3 separate regions of the Danio rerio genome follow, and all the other regions are linked to region 1. Evidence: chromatin contacts called from public Hi-C and Micro-C data. All regions are on one chromosome and are shown on one strand. The core of a region is the stretch at or near the end of the contact, and the rest is flanking DNA. Distances in the headings are between cores, read along the strand shown. Region 1 holds the start of atp2c1 (ATPase secretory pathway Ca2+ transporting 1). Region 2 holds the start of cmtm6 (CKLF-like MARVEL transmembrane domain containing 6). Region 3 holds the start of rpp25l (ribonuclease P/MRP 25 subunit-like).

Region 1 (2,972 bases), core at 310-2,809:
CACTCCGCTGTGGTGACCCCAGATTATTAAAGGAACTAAGCAAGAAAATGAAAGAATGACTCGGGTTTCTTTCCATTTAAAGATGTTTACTGAATTTTTTAAGCATCATAACAATAAACTCCGGGCAACAAAAACGTTGCTCCGTCTATTTTTTACTTTCCTATCTGGTAATATAACTTAAAACAGTGGGCGGAGCAAACCATTACAAACAAAGAAGTATGGATGAAATCAACAACATATCAACAAATGTAAACTACATGATTTTAAGCACCATTAATAACTTATATTAAATCAAGTAGTCTCTTTCAACATCTATGGTATAGTACATTGTTTATAAATAATTTTAAATAAATTCATTCATTTTTTTTGTCAGCTTCATCCCTTTTATTAATCCGGGGTCGCCACAGCGGAATGAACCGCCAACTCATCCAGCACGTTTTTACGCAGCTGATGCCCTTCCAGCCGTAACCCATCTCTGGGAAAATTTTGCATAAATTATATTTACAATTTTTAATAATAGAGGGAGTTATCACTGTTTAAAAATGTATATTCAATTACTTATACTACTTGGGGCTAGTTGGGTGGCGAAGCGGTACGAGTTGCATGTTCTCCCTGTGTTGGCGTGGGTATCCTCCGGGTCCTCAGGTTTTCCCCACAGACCATGGTACAGGTGAACTGAATAAACTAAACTGGCCGTAGTGTGTGTGAATGCGTGTGTATGGATGTTTCCCAACTACTGGGTTGCAGGGGCATCCGCTGTGTAAAACATATGCTGGATAAGTTGGCAGTTCATTCCGCCGTGGCGACCCCTGATAAATAAAGGGACTAAGCCGAAGGAATATTCATGAATAATTTATATTATTTATAATAAAAAACAGCATATGGAAATAATAATACAATCAGTACTAGACCAGTGCTTGTTGCTTTTCTTTCAAACTTTGATATGAAAATCATTATTCCCGTATATATTTACTTTATTAATTGAATTGTTATAACGGTGGCGATCCTTGTCCTTCAGTCATTTCTGACAGACGAGCAGCGCCGCATAGTGGAGTTTGAGGGTTCCTGTTACCAGTGGCAACTGATCAAACATCTCCGCACTGTAAACATCCACATTTAACCAAAGTAAAAGTCAAACTCAGCAAACACGTTCAATATTTGTTTTCAACATCGTGTTCTTGAGAATTAGTAAGTTATCGTTGTCTTTTTAAAGTTCTACTTTTTACCGTTTTAGATGACGTGTCTTTATTAGGACAAAAATAACACTCAAGTGGTTTTGTAAACATGACCTCCCCGCTGTCTATCCTGAGGAAGAACAGACGAGCTCCTTTACCAGACCTACACACTGATGGGTGAGTGCAAACTACATGCACGGTGAATGAATGTTAAATGCTGACAAATGCTCCATCAAAAAGCGTAGATAGCCAACATAACGTTACCTGAAACTCAATTATTAAACTAATTGTCTAAGAAGTCCTATTATGCTATAAGACCAGAGTTTCTCACCCATGTTCCTGGAGGACCACCAGCTCTGCACATTTTTCCGAGTATGCTAAACCAAACGCACCTGATTCAGATCAGCTCATTAGTAGAGACTGAAAGACCTGTAATGGGTGTGAAAGACATGCGTGTTTGATCAGGTGTGTTTGAACATTTTGGTTTTAGGACTACTGTAAAGAACCTTTTTGATCCACTTCAAATGTTGTTTAGTAGCTACTAGGTTATATTATCACTTGGATTAGCTCAAAGTGTATATTGAAACCGCTCCAATCATTACATGAGTAATGTAGAGTAATGCGTTCGTGGTCATTAGACTTTACTCATGTATTGATTGGAGCGGTTTTAATATACACTTTGAGCAAATCCAAGTGATGATATAACCTAGTAGCTACTAAACAACATTTGAAGTAAATCAAAAAAGTTCTTTACAGTAGTCCTAAAACCAAAATGTTCATTGAACAATACCCGTTCTTGTCTCAGGACAACTTTGATGAATTTTTTGATACGCTTCAGATGCTGACAACAGTTTTTAAACTTTGCAGTAACATGATTTTTAACAGGCATACCAAAAAATAAAGTGTCAAGTGAGAGTATGTGTTTGTTTTGTGTGAAGCAGGGGTGGCCAACCCTGTTCCAGGAGATTTACCGTCCTGCAGAGTTGAGCTGCAACTTTGATCAAACGCAACGGTCTTAAATTACCAAGTGCTCCTTCAGATTCTAGTTGGTTTATTTGTGTTTGATCTGGATTGGTGTAAAGCAAAATTATACAATTTGTTAACAGTTGATTTTTTTCAGAAAAATGTAATTCTGGTTTTGGCTCTTGGTGCTAGTAGAACAGTGTTTTACAAAATAACCAAAACACTTCAATAAAAACTCTTTGTTATGTGGGGAAATAAAGTGATCAAAACTAGAGAACTGCAATGATTCAAAATTGAGTAGGAGCTAGTCTCCCTCATCACTAGCCTTCCTCAGCACCTCGCATCGCTAGTCTCCCTCAGCTAGTTTCCCACATTAACATCGCAAGTCTTCCTCAGCTAGTCTCCCTCATCACTAGCCTTCCTCAGCACCTTGCATCGCTAGTCTCCCTCAGCTAGTTTTCCACATTAACATCGCAAGTCTTCCTCAGCTAGTCTCCCTCAGCACATCACATCGCTAGTCTTTCTCAGGTAGTCTCCTACATCATACTGCCAGTCTTCCTCAGCTAGTCTCCCTCATCACTAGCCTCCCTCAGCACATCACATTGCTAATCTTCCTCAGCTAGTCTCTCACATCATACTATCATACTGCTAGTCTTCCTCAGCTAGTCTCCTTCATTACTAGTCTCCCTCAGCACATCACATCACAAGTTTCCCTCAGTTAGTTTCCCACATCACATCGCTAGTCTTCCTCAGCTAATCTTCCTCATCACATCGCTAGACTCCCTCAGTTAATCTCCCACATCGCTAGTCTCCCTCAGCTAATATCCCACATCA
Region 2 (2,972 bases), core at 189-2,688, 180 kb before region 1:
ACATTCATTTCTGGTGACTAGGCTGGCCAATCCTGGAGCACATTGACCTTATTTTCTTTCAGGAACTTTGATGTGGAGGCTGAAGTATGAGAAGGAGCACTATCCTGCTGAAGAATTTGCCCTCTCCTGTGGTTTGTAATGTGATGGGCAGAACAAATGTCTTTATGTCTCAAGCTGTTAATGTTGCCATTCACTCTGCAGATCTCTCGCATGCCCCCATACTGAATGTAACCCCAAACCACGATTTTTCCTTTACCAAACTTGACTGATATCTATGAGAATTTGGGGTCCATGCGGGTTCCAATAGGTCTTCTGCTGTATTTGTGATAATTGGGGATACAGTTCAACAGAGGATTCATCGGAATAATTTACCTTCTGACATTTTTCCAAATTATCAACTAGAAGTCAAGTTGTTATTTGTTGCTCTTACAACTGGGACCAACGAAAAGACTTTTGTCAGGCAGTACATTGTAGTCTTATTTTTTCATAGCTGCATATGTTCACAGATTGTGTGTTATGCAAGACAACATTAAAGTTTAGACTAAGGTAAAATTGGTTTTATATTCACACATATTGGACTTCCTAATAATATAATTTCAGAAAAGTGTCTGAATAGTTATTAGCTGCTAATATGACTTCCCTATCAAAGTGCAACACTGTTCACAATCATATAAATAGTGCTAATGTTGTTTTTGAAGTCACACTTATGCGATTTCACACTGAATCTTCAAAGTAGGCTAGCATAGAAATGAAGTTGTCCCTGAACGAATATGCGAATATAAAACCAACTTTACCACATTAAAGTAAGTTACGGTAGGAATATGTGTTACTTACCATTTCGACCACTTTTATCACAAATCGTATTGTCTCCAGATTTTCTGATGGCACGTTGAACCATCCTTTAGATTTGTTTGCCTGTGCTGGTGCTGTTGTGGTGGTGTTATACACCGGGTCTTGAGTGGCCATACTGTATTTACTGTAGCTAAATCTGATAACGAAAAGCATATAAAACAGTTTAACTATAACAGATGTTCGCACTTACAAACCAGAAGAGCAATAATTTAGCGTTATAGATAACATATCGCATAATAAACAACGTAACAAAACACCGACAGCAGTATTTCACGTTTATAGAAACGAAAGTGAAAAAAGTCAAAGTCAAGTCTGAGCTAACAAAGTATATCAATATAAAGCGATCGATATAAACAAACTCAAGTGATGCAGATGCAAACGCTTACGTGTGATAGTAATATTAATAGAGTTTCAAGACTGAAATACCTGTTTGTTTGGTCGGATGGTTGTTTTAATATGCTCTGTTTACGTCGACTCGTCCTTTGTGCGGAGAACTTGTTTCACTTCCGCCCTGCCTCAGTTTTGTTTTAATGAAGGAAGGGCTTCCTACGGAGGCTGCTAAAGTCAACACCACTTGCGTGTGCACCACAGGGGTGTTTCTGGGATTTTTGTTCTGCGATTTTTTTCACTTCTCCTGTCAGGGATTGTGACAGGCTCTCAAAACACTTCATGAAGATCGCTTTAAAGGGATAGTTTACCCAAAAATGCTGATTACTCACTATTTATTCAACCTCAAGTGGCTCCAAACCATTATGAGTTTCTTTATTCTGTTGAACACAAAAGAAGATATTTTGAAGAAAGCTGAGTGTTTAGGAACACAAATAGGGATGTCAGCTTTCTTAAAAAACATATTTTTTCTGTTTAACAGATTTAAAACAAGTGAACGCTGAGAAATTGATGGCAAAAAATAAAGCTTTGGATGAACTATTCATTTTACTTTTTTAGCCATGCCTTAATTTTTTTAGTTTGAATGCTTATTAGTGGTTTATTAGTGTTGAAGATATTAATTAGCACATTAAAAAATATCACTTTAATAATAAAAATGTATTAAAATAGTATATGTTCAGAATCTAAAAAGCTTGAGACTATAAGCTAAAGAAAAGTTCAACCAAAAAGAAAAAAAATCACTATTGTTCTGCCTTAATTGGTTCCCAACCTACACTCACTGGCCACTTTATTAGGTACACCTGTCCAACTGCTCATTAACACACATTTCTAATCAGCCAATCACATGGCTGCAACTCAATGCATTTAGGCATGTAGACCAGAGCAAGATGATCTGCTGCAGTTCAAACTGAGCATCAGAATGCGGAAGAAATGTGATTTAAGTGACTGAGTGTGGCATTATTGTTGATGCCAGACAGGCTGGCCTGAGTATTTCAGAAACTGCAGATTTTTACACAACCACAATCTAGTGTTTCCAGAGAATGGCTCGAAAATGACAAAATATCCAGTGAGCAGCAGTTCTGTGGGTGCAAATGCCTTGTTGATGCCAGAGGTCAAAGGAGAATGGCCAGACTGGTTCGAGCTGATAGAAAGGCAACAATAACTCAAATTACCACTCGTTACAGCTGAGGTATGCAGAAGAGCATCTCTGAACGCACAACACGTCCAACCTTGAGGCGGATGGGCTACAGCAGCAGAAGACCACACAGGCTCACCAAAATTGGACAATAGAAGATTGGAAAAATGTTGCCTGGTCCGATGAGTCTTGATTTCTGCTGTGACAGTCGGATAGTAGGGTCAGAAATTGCCGTCAACAACATGGAAGCATGGATCCATCCTGCCTTGTAACAACGGTTCAGGTTGTTGGTGGTGTAATGGGGGGGGTTTTCTTGACACACTTTGGGCCCATTAGTACCAAGTGAGCATCGTGTCAGTGCCACAGCCTACCTGAGTATTGCTGCTGACCATGTCCATCCCTTTATGACCACAGTATACCCATCTTCTGATGGCGTCTTTCAGCAGGATAACGCGTCATGTCATAAAGCGTGAATTATCTGTACTCAAATGACCTCCACAGTCACCAGATCTCAATCCAATAAAGCACCTTTATGATGTGGTGGAACGGGAGATTTGAAACTGGGGTCAACCCCAGTAATAGTAAGGTGTAAAGTGGT
Region 3 (2,972 bases), core at 192-2,691, 130 kb before region 1:
AAGGAGTTATGGTAGGTTATTCAGGATGTGGTGGCTTACATTAAAGGTGTTTTCTGTCACTAGTTTAGTCTGCATCAATGCATTCAGTCTGAGCTGCAAGATTAATCATGAAAAGATCTGGTTCTTAACACCCACGCAACAAATTATAAATGATATTAATTTGCATATGTTTATTAATCATAAGAGATTGAGTCTTCAGTCATTTGAGTTAGTTATGAAATAATAAACAGTCAAGTAACACAGAAGTACTGAGAAAACAGTTAATAGTTTAGAAAACCACTCGTTCCCATGGTAACGATTAAAATGACCGTCATATGCATTTAGCTTGACGCTCAAAAATGGAAGTTGTAGGCAGCATTTACATTATTAAACCAATGAGTGGCGACAACCAGCCATCAAAAATATGACCCTGAATAATTCTTCAAAAATGACATGTAGCAATGAAACAAGTTTTATTAGTCAATAACTGAATCATTTATTAAAATTATGAGTAAAAATAAATATGGGTTGTACAAATTATAACACAAGTCTAGCATTATCAGGAACAGTGGCAGTAACAATCAATTCTTCACAGTACTGAATATTTTACAATTTATTTTTATTCAGCTGATTGTTTAATTTTATTTTTAATAAGATTACAGGTTTAATTCTGTTTGTTAAAATCAAAAGTGTCTTGCAGTACTGTTTTTTTTTTTTTTTTTTGTAATAAATAGAAAACAAATTACATTTGCCTCCTCCCCTTTTTGGCCGATCTGAAAAATGGTCCGATCTGTGACTAGAAAGCCATAATGTGACCCGAACCGTGAGATTTGGGGTCCGTTGCACCATGGTACATAAAAATGTATGGATTTTAGGTAATAATATTCTTCTTTAGTCTATTAGTAGCAGTGTAACTCAGAACAAAATAGATTTTTTTTATAAATTAATACAATTTTAATGATTGAATATAAATAAAATGAACACAATTAGCTGTTTGCTGTTTAAATCAAACCCACATTTTACCCTGCTATGAAAAGAGCTTGGGGATAGTTGTAAGTTAGATAGGCTCAGGGTAGGTGAAGACTACAAAAACATTTCAAAGGTTGGAAAAGATATTTGATTTCAGGTTGTATGACAAATAAAGTACTTATTTTAAAGGGGCATGATGATTACCCTTAAGCACTGACTATGTGTATGTGATATACTAGTTTTGACGTGAAATATTTCACAAACTTACTTTCTTTGCTAGAGTGGGTTAGCGATCCGGCTAGCACATTCAGGCGGCTGCGGCAGGTTTTCTAAATAACTGCTGGTTCATGTCGTTCCATGTGAATGAAATGCAGGAGTAAGGCGTCAAATTTATTTCTTAAACGCAGGGTTAACTACAGGTAATACGACACAGTTTAAAATATTGAAATGTTGTGTCACAGACCGCTTATCCACATGTATCAGCACGTGACGTCAGCTCGAGTGCCTGTAAGTTCTGTCGTAAAGTGCCGCACGTGTTCATGGGAAGTGTAGTTTTTTTTACGAATTGATCTAAAAACTTATGGTTAAACTCGATTAATAAAGCATGACAAAAGGTAATTTTCACTAAGAAGAAAGCTCAAGCAATCACCAAATATAGTATGAAAAGAATATTCATTTAAGAATAGGACTAGGCTATAATAACTCAGCTTTACATTTAACATTAAATTCAGACTTTATACTATAAAACTGTTATACTTAATATATTTTCCTATGTAGCCTACTTTAGTTTAATATGTTGTGATGGAATAAACTGAATATTATGTTCTGCTAATCCCTGTCAAAGCGAGATTTTACCCCTAAAAATTGACATCCATAGCAGGGAAAAAAATTCTTAAATTAACAAAATGATATTCAGTATATTTTCCTTTACACAACACAACAAACAGGTTTACAACAAGAGGAGGATGGGCATAAAGACAGACTATCAATTTTGATATACAGCTGTTGTTTTTGCTCAACAACGCTGAAGGTAGTCAAAATGTCTCAATTATAAGAACACAGCGCCACCGCGCGTTCAGAATTAACTTGTCGCAGCCTTGCAGAGTGAGCCTGTTCGGAAATAACTGTAAATGCAGCCAGTCTGTCGGACTGTACAGTAAATTACAGCTGCACATGGGCACAGCAGGGCCCCCACTAAAATTAATATTTTTAAATATTTTTGATCGATATAAACTGTTTCACTCACGCCTGGACTGACCATCGGTCATGGTAAATACAAAAAATATATATATTATTTAAATTTATTACAGCCTACAAAAATAAACTGATAATTTCAGAATTCGATTCAATCATTGGCTAAATTTATAATGAAATTTGAACATGAATTTTTATTATTATTTAAATAGATTTTTTTCAAGCTAAATGCGCGGGAAATGAGCTAAAGCAGCCCAGGAGAAAGGAAGAGTAAAGGGCGCACAATAGGAATGCTCCGAGAAATTGCAGAAAAATTTGTAGCAAAATAACCGACCCGTTCAATGCTTGAGTGCATATTTATCGCATACATTTGAGCCATAAAAAGTACAGTTAACTAGCCTATTATTGGATTTTTTAATGTGGTAGGGCTTACATTTGTACTACTGCACTGGTCTGGTCTGGTCTGCTCAACTTTGAAGCCAGTGAGTTGACAGGTAAACACAAACACACATTGTCCTAGGCTATTGATCAGGCTTGCTTTTCTTCTAAACTCAGATTTAGTTGAACCTTTTTAAATGTACAAATATGAGTGAGAAATATTGACATCCTTGGACATTCTTTTAAATTTAGCTGCTTGTTTGTCAAGTACACTGCTCCTAATTTGTATTCAGAAAGGAAAAAAAGGATTGTCAAAAACTTGTAACTTGGAATAATGAGTCAATCGCCTACAACAAGGAAAACGCAGATCAGTTCAGACTCTGTTGACTGGTTGACCATTAGATAACTGTTGCTGATTAGATTCACATTTTACATCATTGTTGTCATTAAGG

The links. A called contact is a pair of places that touch in the nucleus more often than the background predicts.
Region 2: a contact with region 1 is called in a Hi-C map of hematopoietic stem cells, with 4 times the contacts expected there. The contact joins the promoter of cmtm6 here to the promoter of atp2c1 in region 1. A contact is called at or near these places in 2 of 18 Hi-C or Micro-C datasets (caudal fin and hematopoietic stem cells).
Region 3: a contact with region 1 is called in a Micro-C map of caudal fin, with 14 times the contacts expected there. The contact joins the promoter of rpp25l here to the promoter of atp2c1 in region 1. A contact is called at or near these places in 2 of 18 Hi-C or Micro-C datasets (caudal fin and hematopoietic stem cells) and 2 of 4 datasets of contacts at active chromatin or transcription factors (embryo and gastrula embryo).

The regions. Positions count from the first base shown.
Region 1 is chr16:46,087,328-46,090,299 of GRCz12tu, forward strand. It overlaps atp2c1 (ATPase secretory pathway Ca2+ transporting 1), which reads right to left and starts at 1,560. Exons shown (of 27, transcript XM_073926529.1): 1 at 1,507-1,560. The coding sequence starts at 1,539. It overlaps ubxn11 (UBX domain protein 11), which reads left to right. Exons shown (of 15, transcript XM_073926546.1): 3 at 1,019-1,125; 4 at 1,235-1,352. The coding sequence starts at 1,285.
Region 2 is chr16:45,905,848-45,908,819 of GRCz12tu, forward strand. It overlaps cmtm6 (CKLF-like MARVEL transmembrane domain containing 6), which reads right to left and starts at 1,439. Exons shown (of 5, transcript NM_001044756.2): 1 at 1,279-1,439; 2 at 835-988. The coding sequence starts at 966. It also overlaps a transcript of si:dkey-11p23.7 not described here.
Region 3 is chr16:45,953,569-45,956,540 of GRCz12tu, forward strand. rpp25l (ribonuclease P/MRP 25 subunit-like) reads right to left here and starts at 1,442. Exons shown (of 2, transcript NM_001002540.1): 1 at 1,217-1,442.